Linked DNA regions of Ovis aries: region 1 is linked to region 2. A link is a contact called in public Hi-C data. All regions are on one chromosome and are shown on one strand. Each heading gives the region's core, a stretch centred on a gene start, on an enhancer-like site or on the middle of the called end of the contact. The rest is flanking DNA. Distances are from core to core; before and after follow the strand shown.

The links. Hi-C and Micro-C count contacts between places; a contact is called where the count stands out from the background.
Region 1: a Hi-C map of tail adipose tissue shows a contact between it and region 2, with 3 times the contacts expected there. The contact joins the promoter of RAC2 here to the enhancer-like site in region 2. A contact is called at or near these places in 8 of 16 Hi-C or Micro-C datasets (blood, liver, mixed tissues and 3 more).

What each region holds. Positions count from the first base shown.
Region 1 is chr3:181,306,991-181,313,062 of ARS-UI_Ramb_v3.0, forward strand. RAC2 (Rac family small GTPase 2) reads right to left here and starts at 2,046. Exons shown (of 7, transcript XM_060414176.1): 1 at 1-2,046.
Region 2 is chr3:181,201,402-181,207,607 of ARS-UI_Ramb_v3.0, forward strand. No RefSeq gene overlaps it. Among named protein-coding and RNA genes, the nearest start is that of IL2RB, 11 kb to the left of the region's middle. Within about 2 kb of position 1,425, at least 9 of the 54 cell types and tissues checked have an H3K27ac peak or open chromatin away from gene starts, as enhancers often do.

The DNA of each region.
Region 1 (6,072 bases), core at 796-3,295, 110 kb after region 2:
GAGTGTATCTTCTCCCCATTGCCTGAAGCGACCTTCATCTCATGCTACCTTCATACATAGGTTTAGTTAGCCTTGAACTGGGCAGCATTCCTGGGCTTTCCCTCCTCTCCGTCCAGCATCCAGGGCCTTGAGGGTTCTCCCTCCTGAATAGTTCCCCCTCCTTCTCTCACAGTCCATCTCACAGCCTGGCTCAGAACTCACCGTTTCTCTCCAGAGGTGTTCCGGTGTGTCAGTATCAGTGCTAGGGGGAGGTTTCTGGCATGTCAGTGGGAACCTGTTTCCCCCAGAGAAGGCCCACTCCCATCTGGTTAGGGCAGGAGGGTCTCGATGCTGGTCCCCACACACCTTCACCCTCTATCACCACCAGGCCAGACCCCAGAGGCCCTCCACTGCCCGCTCAGAGTGGTCTTGCACCCACCATTCTCCCTGCCCGAAATCGCTGCTCCTCCTCCCGCCAGGCCAGATGCTATGTCTCCCCAAGACTCTGCACTGCGCGTTCCCTGCCCTCAGCTCCCACCACTCACCTCTCCACTCCTCAGCTGCCGCCACTCACCTCTCCACTCCTCAGCTCCCGCCACTCACCTCTCCACTCCTCAGCTGCCGCCACTCACCTCTCCACTCCTCAGCTCCCGCCACTCACCTCTCCACTCCTCAGCTCCCGCCACTCACCTCTCCACTCCTCAGCTGCCGCCACTCACCTCTCCACTCCTTAGCACAGCCCCTGCCTTTACCATGAGCAGATAGGAGCAGGGACCACCCCCATCCTCCAGTCGGCCTGCCTGTCAGCCTTCAGGCCCCACATGAACCACACGGGACAAACCAAGGCACAGAGACCCCTTGGCTCCGAGCCCAGAGGCCAGGAGTCTTGGGGCAGCTTCTGCTCCATCCGCTCTCAGCGTTCCCTCCTCCCACACGGACCCCCAGCCATTGAACCGCATCACTCTCACCTTTTTCCTTGTGCCCTTGCTATGGTCAGTTGTCCAGCTCTGCCTGCTCTCAGGTGGGTGAGCTGGAGCCCTAACCCTAAGCAGGGAAGGGGAGGGAAGACACCTTCATCAGGCCCTGGCCTGGGGGGTGGGGAGGACCCTCCCGGACTGCAGGTCACCTGTACCACTCCAGGCTGACATGCGCTACTCAGTGCATATTCAACAACCTGCTGGGCACCGGGCCCTGGGGACATGGCCGTGGAAAAGGCCGAGACTCTGCCCAGGGGAGCTCAGAGCCGGCAGGGACACGGACTATAAAGAATATAATAAGTAGAATGAAATACAGGTGGTGAAAGTGCCCTGAGAAGATAACAAAGGAGGCTGGGGAGAAAAGAATGACACAGAAGGGCAGAGGCAGACTCAGTCTGACTAGAAACCAGGCTGAGTTCTCAAAGATCGAAGGCTGAGCACTGCAGGAGGGACCTGCCGAGGGCAAAGGTGGGGAGGAGCTCGAAGTGTTCTCAGGCGCAGCAAAAAGGCCCGTGGAGCTTGAATGAAGTGCACTAGGCCAAGTGGCCAGCAGGCCGACAGGCGCCAGGCACGACTGTGCAGGCAATCTGTGAACAGGGAAGCCACGGGAGCCACATCAATATGGGCCCCTCTGGTGGCCATGTGAGGAATAGAGCATTGTAGAACAGGGGCAGAAGCTGGGAGACTCTATCATCACAGAAATGTCCGCGTGAGACAGGATTGAGGCTAGGACCACCAAGGTGGTGGTGGAGAAGCTGTAAAGTGGCTAGACCCAAGATATATGCTGTGCGGTCTACAGGCTGATGGAGTCAAGGACGGTGCCAGTTTCATTCTTAGCAACTTGGCAGGTAGACGTGCCATTTAACCAGGAGGGGATGATGGTGGGAGGAGAGGGTTTGCAGGATGGGGAATTCAGGCTTCCATTCTGGAAATTTCGGTTGAGAAGACTATTGGACATGAGAATGTCAAGTATGGAGTTGGATGATGTGCCTGGAGCAGGGGAAGGAGCCAGACTAGAAATATAAGCGTGGAAAATCCCTCTTACCATATACTTGTCACTGAGTATGAAATATCTTGGGAGAGGGAGAGATATCTGTCCCCTCTCCAGGCTTTCCCAGACCCACCCTCACCCAGCTTCGGCCTCCTGCCCTGGCCCCACTTCTTGTCCTCCCTTCCACACCCCAGACAGCAGCTTATTCTCAGATTGCTCTTCCTGCTCAAGTTACCCAAAGCACCCTTAATTTCTCCCTACTTTGTTCTCCCAACCACACACTGGCTGCCTGCCTACCTCCCTACCCTCCACCCCCTACCCAGCCCATTCATGGGCTGCACACAGTGGTTGGAGAAAGTCCACTGGGGCAACTTCAACTTCAGTTTTGGCAAGGCACTGAGGTCTCAGCCATCCCCTTACTGAGCCCTTGAGGGCGCTCTTTCACACACGCCCGGGGCCCTCTGACCATCACCTATTCAGGAACCACACACCTTCTCCTTCAGTAGACCTCAACTCCCAACTCACTCTAACCCAGCCAGAGATGGGTCCTCCTCCAACTTCCTTCTCCCCCGACTCACGGACCTGGAGTCAGCTGTGTGATCACGCCCACCCCCTTCACTTGCTGGAGAGCCATGAGCACGTGGCCAGTGATGTGAGAGCCAAAGGACACTCCTAAATCCCCGGGAGGCTGAGGCCGCCCGGCCAGGTCTCCCTCTTCATCGTCTGTCCCTCTGCTCGCCTCTGGGATGCTGCTCTGATCTTTCTGCAGCATCTCCAGCTGCTTTCCCACATCCACCCCTTCCCACACCGAGCCTCCCAACCTAGGGAGGAACAGTCCTGGGGCTTTGCCTGTGTTCCCCCAAGCTTCTACCCCCCTATCCAAGCCATCTCTTGGCCTTACCTCTTAGGAAACCCCTCACCCACTGCAATCTGGTTTTTCTGTGGCCCACCTGTAGCAAGACCAGACCCCAGACGTCAATACACAAAGATGAGGTGTCCAGGGACTAGGCCTAGAAGGGCTGGAGACAAGAGACCCCAGTGAGCCAAAGACACACTTGGGAGCTAAATCTACACACTCAGGCTCTCCCGCAGCACTGTACTTCTGGAGACTGGCCTGCATCTATGTATTAGGCCATGTTCTTCAAAGGCACCAATGGAGCTCCAAAACAGATCGCCCCTCGCCACCCCTCCATTGAAACCACTCTCTCAAAGGTCATTGGGGACTTCCAGATTCCTAGACCCAAGGGCCACTTCTTGATCCTGTATCAGTCATATTTTCGTGCAGAAACTAAAACCACACTAGTTATCTTCAGTAGAGAGGGATTTAAGGTGGAGAATTGGGTGCTTTGAAAAATCACAGGAAGTACTCTGTGAGTGGGCGGGCCTCCAGGAACCACTCCTTGAACACCGCAGAACTGACCAAGGGAGCTGCAGCCGAGGCCACGAGCAGGACAGAAAAGCACAGTGAGGGGAGGGGAAGAGAAGGCAAGTGGGCTCACCCAGGACTCCATCACAGGCTCCGTTCTCCCAGCCTGTCTGCATCACTTGGCTGCACTCCCTGCCCTTTTAAGCATACTTGCTTCACATTTACTTGGCTTCCTTTGCCCGAGCTCCTGGTGTCTACAGACTCCACTCTGTCGCAGGTAACAGAAACCCAGCAGCAGGGCCTTGATCAGGTCGGTTAGTCAGTCAGTTCAGTCGCTCAGTCGTGTCTGACTCTTTGCGGCCCCATGGACCACAGCACGGGCCTCCCTGTCCATCAGCAAGTCCCGGAGTTTACTCAAACTCATGTCCATTGAGTCAGTGATGCCATCCAACCATCTTATCCTCTGTCATCCCCTTCTCCTCCCGCCTTCAGTCCTTCCCAGCATCAGGGTCTTTTCAAATGAGTCCGTTTGATCAGGTAGGGGGCCTTATTGCCTATTCAGCAAAACGTCGGGAAGAGGCCGCCCAGGCCTGAAGCAGCGGTCCTGTGATGCCGTCGGGAGTCTCGGCTCTGCCGGTGTCTTGGTCCCATCATTCTTAGCGCTTGTCATGTATCTCCAGCTTGCTGCTGCGTATCTGCCAGATGGTGGCCACACACTCACCCCCCTGCCCTAGCCTGACAGGCACATTCCAAGCAGCAGGAAGGCGGAAGGGCAAAGGACCCCAAACTCATTCTCTTAATGAGAATTTCCTTTTACTCAGGAAGGAGCACCCTTCCCCAGGAACTTCCTTATTGGTCGTAAAATGTCACATGGCCACCCTTGGCTCGGGAATAATAATTTAGCTTTCCAGACTCTGTCCCAGAGGAAGGAAAGGGGAAGATGGATTGGGAATAGTGTTGAGTGAGACAATTTTTAATGTTTGCCATAGCCAAAAAGGGAATTATTCATGGTTGTTCAGGCTTCAGGCAAGGATGGGTCCAGAAGCTCATATCATGTCATCCGTGGGGCCGGCCTCAGTCGTGTCTGACTCTTTTCGACCCTTTGGCCTGTCAGTTTCCTCTCTCCATGGGATTTTCCAGGCAGGAATACTGGAGTGAGCATCTCTGCCTCCAGGGGATCCTCTGGCCCCAGGGATTGAACCCACATCTTCTGTGTCTCCCGCACTGGCAGGTGGCTTCTTTACCATTGCATCACCTGGGCGCCCTCGTAAGACATCATCCAGACTCAATCTTTCTTGCTCTGCATCTCCCCACTCCCCACCCTCTGCTTCGGCTTAATTCTCAGGCTCCTTCTGGTGGTACAAGAGGCTCCAGATCTGTATCATCTACCCAGCTAGAAATCACACCTGAAAGTTTTGTTTTCCTCCTTGTTCTGGCAGAAGTCCCAGGACTGAATCTCACTGGCCCTACTTCAGTCATGGGACTACTGCTGAACCAGTCACCACAGCCAGGGGATGGAATATTATTAGCTGCACCTGGGTCATGCCTTCTCCATCTGCCTCCTGGAGCTACGGATGAGGTCAGCCTCATAAATCACCTGGACTGAACGTGGAGGTATGCTGGTCCCAAAAGAAAGCTAAGACCCTCTCTGGTTAAGGAAGAGCAGGTGCCAGGTAAACAGGAACAGCTGATGTCTCTAAATCCTGCCCTGGCCTTCCTTGACCTCTCTCCTGCAGGCCTTCTGCCTGTCTAACCTCACTCTCATCTCTGGGCCCTTCATCCAGCTTGGAACCTTTAGCACAGTGCTCCACGGGGATCTGATCTCAGTCCTTTTCTCACTCCAAAGCCACCGTGACCTCACGCAGTTCCGTGACCCTGTGGTCGTCTGCATGGTGACGATGCCCAGACGCATACAGCAAGCTAGATCTCGCTGCAGAATTCCAAATGTGTCAACCTGCGATACTATGTCATGTATAAACACGTATAATATACACATACATTTGTAATATGTAAATACATACCACAAATGCACATAACATAAAAATCACCGTCTTAACTGTCTTGAAGTGTACAGTTCCGTGGTATTAAATGCACTCATAATGTGCATCCAGCAACCCCCCAGAGCTCTTTTCACCTTGTAAAACTGAAACTCTGTCCCCATTAAACAGTGACTCCCCGCCCCCTCCCCCCAACCCCTACCAACCGCTGTCCTACTTTCTGTCTCTATGATCTTGACTATTCAAAGGACCTCATATAAGTGGAATCATATAGTACCTGTCCCTTTGGGACTTTTTTTACTTATCATAATGTCCTCACGTTCCATGTAGCGTGGATGGAGCTCGCAGACATTCTTCATTTTGCAGAATTACTTCAAAAAATTCTTCGTTTTGCAGAATTTCCTCTTCTTTAAGGCTGAATCATATTCCATCACGTGTATAGACCACATTTTGCTTATCCATGCAACCATCAATGGCTACTTGGGTTGCTTCCACATTTCAGCTATTGTGAATAATGCGGCCACAAATGTGGGTATCTTTGAGGCTCTGTTTTCAATCCTTGGGGTCTATACACAGAAGTGGAATTTCTGGATCAAATGGTAATTCCATTTTTAATTTCTTGAGGAACCCCCCTGTCGTTTTCTACAGCAATTGTACCTTTTACGTTCCCACCGACAGTGCACAAGGGATCCAATCTCTCCACATCTTTGCCAACACTTGTTGTTTCCTGTTTGTCTGCTTTTGTAAAACAATAGTCACCCT
Region 2 (6,206 bases), core at 175-2,674:
AAAATGAAAGGATCTGGAGTGGTTCCCAAGACCAAGACCTCAGCGGAGCAGATTCCAGACCAGCTGCAGGGACCTGGCTGCGAAGATGCCTTCAAGGCACCAAACGCCAGCTGTTTCCTGGCCCCATTCCACTCCTCTTCAAAGAGTACCATTGGCTATGATGAGGTCAAATGGCCACCCCTTGGCTGGAGAGGTTGGATGGGGTACTTTGATTGACAGCTTGACCAAGATGTCATCTAATGCAGGTTAATCTCCAAAGAGAAATGAGTGATGTTACCAGAAACAGGGGGCCAGATGATGCTGAGTAAGCAAGAACCAAAACGGTCAGACCACTCCTCTCTGGGCCCAGCCTCCCAGCCCTACAAGGACAGGATCAGGTCAGACAGAATCTTCCAGGAAAGGCATCCTCTGACTGGGGGAATCCAAACCGGGCACCTTGCTTTCCTGCAGGGGTGGGGTGCAGGAGGGTGAAGGAGGAGCCACAGGGTGGTGGGAGAGGCTCTTTTCAGTCCTCAGAGGGGGCTTCTGGCATGAGGGTGCATCGCACACCCACCCTGAAGCCTCCCTATTTAAGAGAGAACCAGGCAGGGTCAGGGCAGCTGCCTGAGTGGGAAGGAGGGACGCTTACCTCCTCCCCTACATGGGGCTTAAACCAGTGACCTTGATCTCATGGGCCCCGGGGAGCTCATGAGCTAACTTGAAAGCAGCAAAGGATGAAGGGCCCCAGGCTGCATTACCCCATCTCAGGGCAAGGCCGGAGGAACGCTGTAACTAGCTCGTTCCTCAGGGCCTGGAGTTGGGAAATAACCTAAACTGGGACTTGGTCAGCAACCGGCTGTACTTGCCAGGAGGCCCTCGCCTGCTCCAGACTGAGGAAGATGATTTGTATACCCACTTTTCATGGGTCACCAGATGGCACCCCCTGGAAACAACCCTATTAGGTAGAAAACAAAGGCCTTGGGATGAAGGAGCCAAGGGAGGGGCAGGTCTCGAAGGCAGAGCTGAGTCAGATGCTCAGCCATCCAGGCCCCCAACACAGAGCTCTCTGTCTACAACCTCTTGGCTGACCCATCCCCCAACCTCCACCTCTTCAGAAGCACCCAGGAACCCCAGCCTCACCACCACTGTCCAAGCCAGGACTCAAGGACCAACCAGGCCTGGCCAGTGCACCAGAGTCCGGGCGGGGTAGGGGGGCCTGGGCAGAGCAAGGAGGGGACCAAGGGGCACGTCCATCGAGAGGATGTGGCCGAGGGCTTCGGGCCTGCGGTTCCAGGCAGAGCGCTGCTGGCCCCTGGCTGAAGTCACCTGTGCCCTTCCCGCAGGAAGCAGGGGGCGGCAGGAGCGGAGGGGGCAGGGGAAGCTGTGAGGTGTGTGGTTTAGACTGTGAAGCGCACACTGGGGTGAGCCCGGACACTCAAGTGGGTGGGCCTGGTGAGCTGCTTCTGCCACCAGGCCCTCTTCCTGTGTCTCTCTTCTCAGCTCTGTCCTGAAACCTGCCCACTAACACCTGTTCCTCCTCAGCGCCTTCAGCACAGACCACCAAGAAGGTTCAGAACAGCCCACCTCAGACAGAAGAGGCACCAGCATCACCAAGGCTCCAGAGGGCAGAGCACCGCGAAGGTACACTGAAAGAGGCCAGAAAGTCCTCAGAGCCTTCTCTGAGGTACCAGGCACCAGTGCTGACGATACTGCCCCAGTCCCTGCCATGCTCCAGGCCCTGTTCCTAGTTTATGGGTGTTAATTCCCGAATAGGCCAAGTGTGGTCAGATCCAACAGCACCAGCATCCCCAGGTGCTTGTCAGAAACGTGGTATCTCAGGTCCCACCCCAGACTGAATCTGAATCTGCATCTTAACCAGGTTCCCAGGTGATTTCTGCACACATGAAAGTTTGAGAAGCATCATATTAATTCATTTAATCCTGATAACAGCACTTGGTACCTCAGACAGTAAAGAAAGTGCCTGCAATGCAGGAGAACCGGGTTCAATTCCTGGGCTGGAAAAATCCTCCGGAGAAGGGAATGGCTACCCACTCCAGTATTCTTGGCTGGAAAATTCCACGGACAGAGGAGTCTGGTGAGCTACAGTCCATGGGGTCACAAAAAGTCAGACATGACTGAGCGACTAACACTTTCAGGTAGGTATTCTTACGATCCTCTTTTACAGATGAGGAAACTAAGGCACAGGTTAAATAGCTTGCCCACGGCCGCACAGCGGGGTTAGTGCCAGGGCTGGGACTTGAACCCAGACCATCTGGCTCCAGAGGACATACTCCTCACTGCTGGGAGGCCACTGCCTTCGGAACGAGGGGACCGTGGGGATTCCTGTCACTGCTGGCCATACGGCGCCTGTTCTATCTGTGCTGGCTTACCTTCCAGAACCCACTCCAGCCTTCCTGCTATTTTTCTGCCCTCCGCCTGTCTAGGGAGAGTCTGAATCATGGTTTTCTCAGGCATAGAAGGCAAGAACACCCACCAACTGCATGGACCATTCGTCAAGCATGTGTCCTACTGGGAGTTACGACCCTTACAAAAGATGCTCAGGATTCAAGTCTGCCTCCGAGAGTCCAGGGCCTAATAGAAGAGACAGAAGACAGGAATGGTCACATGGGTGAATAAGACTTATCTGGAGGTGTTCAGACACTCCCTGTGTGGCTGCCTCTTTAAGGCAGACCGCAGGGAGGAGGAAGTTTTGAGCCAGACCTTGAAGGCTGAAATACCTAACACAGGACAAGGGTCAGAGACCAGCTCGAGTGAAGGGGCAGAGGAGGGTGTAGATACAGGTGTCAAGTGGCCTGTGTGGCTGAAGTGGGTGCATGGAGCTTAGCTTAAAGCATCCCCCGCTCCAACCCTCAACTGATGCCCAGCTCCCCTCCACAGCCTCTCACCCAGAGTGCCCAGACTCCCTTGAATGCCCCGCTATGATGAGGAGACCACTGCTTCCTATAGCAGGAAGCCCAGGCCATCTCTGGTGTGCCCACAGATATGTTCATTCTAGCCGGCACACCTGTGTACAGGTAGATGTCCTTCAAGCACACCTGAGCCGTGCAGATCCAGCCGGTCCTGCTGCAACCTAGGAAGTAACAGATGCCTAAACACCCAAGACATCTGCTGTACTAGACAGGCCCCCACCCCTAGAGCCTTGAAGTCCTGGCTCCGTGGGCCTTAGCATCTTGACTCCACCCTGCTTGGAAGAACCCTGAGGCTGGCATGGCCGCACACACAGTAGGGAGCCCTCTGGATGGTGCTCCTTGCTGAAGGCGCTGAGCATGTGCAGGTAATAAACACAGCCTGCTTGTCCTGGGCTGGAGTGACGCTGACGTGAGGTCCCCCTACAATGCCGTTTAACACCCACTGCAGCCGCAGGACCTCCCTCCACCATGACTACCGCTAGACATGAGAACACCCAGGGCTCCCTCGTAACTGGGATCTGAGCTCAGATCGGTGACCCTAGCGTCGAGTTCTGAGCACCTGCACAAGATTCCTTCCCTCCTTCCCCTCGCTGCCCACCTCCCCTGCACTTGCCTCAGTACTTTGCACACAAAGGGCACTCAGTAAGTAATTGCTTTAGAACATTTGAGTTTAGGGACTTCCCTGATGGCTCAGTGGTTAAGAATCTGCCCGGCCATGCAGGAGATGGCCACACGCCATCCCACATGACAGAAGCCTGCATACGGCATGGGCCGCAAGGAAAGATCCCACGTGAGGCAGAAAAGATCCTGCATGCTGTAACTAAGACCCTACAGAAGTGAAATAATAAATAAATATTTTTTTTTGAGTTAGTAATCTTATTTTATTTTATTATTTTTTTTAGTTTTTTATTTTTAAATTTTAAAATCTTTAATTCTTACATGCAATAAACAAATATTAAAACAAAACAAAACAAAACAAAACAAAAACGAACACGGAGTTATAGGCCCAGAAGTTGCCACCAGGGGGCGATGCGTGCTGCTCCCCAGCCTCCACCTTGGAGGGAGGTGAGATGAAGGCAAGGAGAGTGGCCCAATGTGGACACTGGCTATTTCTGCCCTGAAGAGGGCAGGTGCCCACAGGACAAGACAGGGAAGCAAGCAGGGCCCGTCAATTCCAGGCAGGCGGCATGAGGGGAACCCAAGGAAAGAGAAAGCCAAGAGAATGACCTGCAGGGGATCTTGGAGACTCTCAGATCTATCCTCTCCCTTTAGAGATGGTGAGCCTGGGCCCGGATAGGGGCAGATGTCAGCCTTAGGTCACACAGCAGGGCGGAGGTTTAAACCCTGCTCTCCAGCCTCCCAGAACCCTTCGTCCCACTTAACCCCCAGATACAGAGAAGGAAGTTTATCTCAACGGATCCCTCATCTTCCTCTAGTTGAAACAGATCAGAAATGGGTTCTTGAGACAGCCCCAGGCCCCAGCCCTCTGCTCCTGCATCTCTTTCCCAAACACCCTCACCTCTGACCTTAACTACCCAAGGATTCACAGTCCTGCAGCTCTTGCTGTGACCCACCTCCTCAGCCGTCCATCTCCCAACCCTAACTACCCAAGGATTCACAGTCCTGCAGCTCTTGCTGTGACCCACCTCCTCAGCCGTCCATCTCCCTTGTTCTGCTCATCTGGCCATCATTCTGTCCCCCAAGGACCACTGCCAAGCCTTTGGGCTCAGCTGCTGACCTCTTAGAATGAAAGTCAGATAATATCCTGTCCTTGCTTGAACCCCCGCCCAACAAAGGCTTCCCGCTGCCCTTATGATACAGCCGCACCTGCTCACCCTGCAAGTCTCAGCCCTACTGCCCCTCCCCCTGGAAGGCTCTAAGTTCAAACCTGCCGGACCCTCACCATGCTCCCTCTGACCTCCTACTGCAGTCTTCCCAGACCAGCCACACCCCATCTAAAGCCGATATGTGCCTATTAAGTCCTGGCACCCACCTGTCTCCCCAGAGCACTCACTCTCATTTTTAATTGGTTGGACATTGGGGAAGGATTTGCTTGGGATCTGTCCTCCTGGCTGGACCGTGGCTCCTCAAGATCACAGGCCAACTCCATGGAGTCCCACGGCTTCTCTGGCAACTAAAGCCCTTTGTGATTCAGGGAAGGTGCTCAGATTATAATTGTTGAAAGAACTGATGGATGGAGGTGACAGCTTACGGTGAGCAGTCTCGAATTCGTGATCTCCGAAGGAGAGGAGAGGATTTCGCTTCAGGACCAAAGACATGGCTCCAGTCACTCAGAGCTTTGCAAAAGTTTCATTACAGTGAAAAAGAGATGGAGAAAGCTTCTGACATAGACATCAAAAGGAGGCAGGGAGCACCTCACTCACTAGTTGGGATGGGGCCTTATATACTTTATCAATTGGTTAGTAACAATAGATTAAAAGAATGTTTCAAGGTTTTTAAAGTCTTACTAGACCCACCCCCATAACATACATTTTAGGATAACAGGATTAGCCTGAAGGTTCTTGTTAAAAAGGAGAAACATATCCTCGAGCAAGATACATTGTTGTTATATAATAATTAGTATAGAACTTAAGGAAAAACATACCCTTCTGGCTCAGATGGTAAAGCGTCTGTCTACAATGCAGGAGACCCGGGTTTGAGCCCTGGGTTGGGAAGATCCCTTGGAGGAGGAAATGGCAATCCACTCCAGTACTATTGCCTGGAAAATCCCATGGACAGAGGAGCCTGGCGGGCTGCAGTCTATGGGGTTGCACAGAGTCGGACACGACTGAGTGACTTCACTTCACTTCAGCAAGATGAGTTATTTTGTTGTGTAATCATTCCGTTCAGTTCAGTCGCTCAGTCGTGTCCGACTCTTTGCGACCCCATGAATCGCAGCAGGCCAGGCCTCCCTGTCGATCACCAACTCCCGGGGTTCACTCAGACTCACGTCCATCGAGTCAGTGATGCCATCCAGCCATCTCATCCTCTGTCGTTCCCTTCTCCTCCTGCCCCCAATCCCTCCCAGCATCAAAGTCTTTTCCAATGAGTCAACTCTTTGCCTGAGGTGGCCAAAGTACTGGAGTTTCAGCTTTAACATCATTCCTTCCAAAGAAATCCCAGGGCTGATCTCCTTCAGAATGGACTGGTTGGATCTCCTTGCAGTCCAAGGGACTCTCAAGAGTCTTCTCCAACACCACACTTCAAAAGCATCAATTCTTCGGCGCTCAGCTTCCTTCACAGTCCAACTCTCACATCCATACATGACCACAGGAAAAACCATAGCCTTGACTAGAT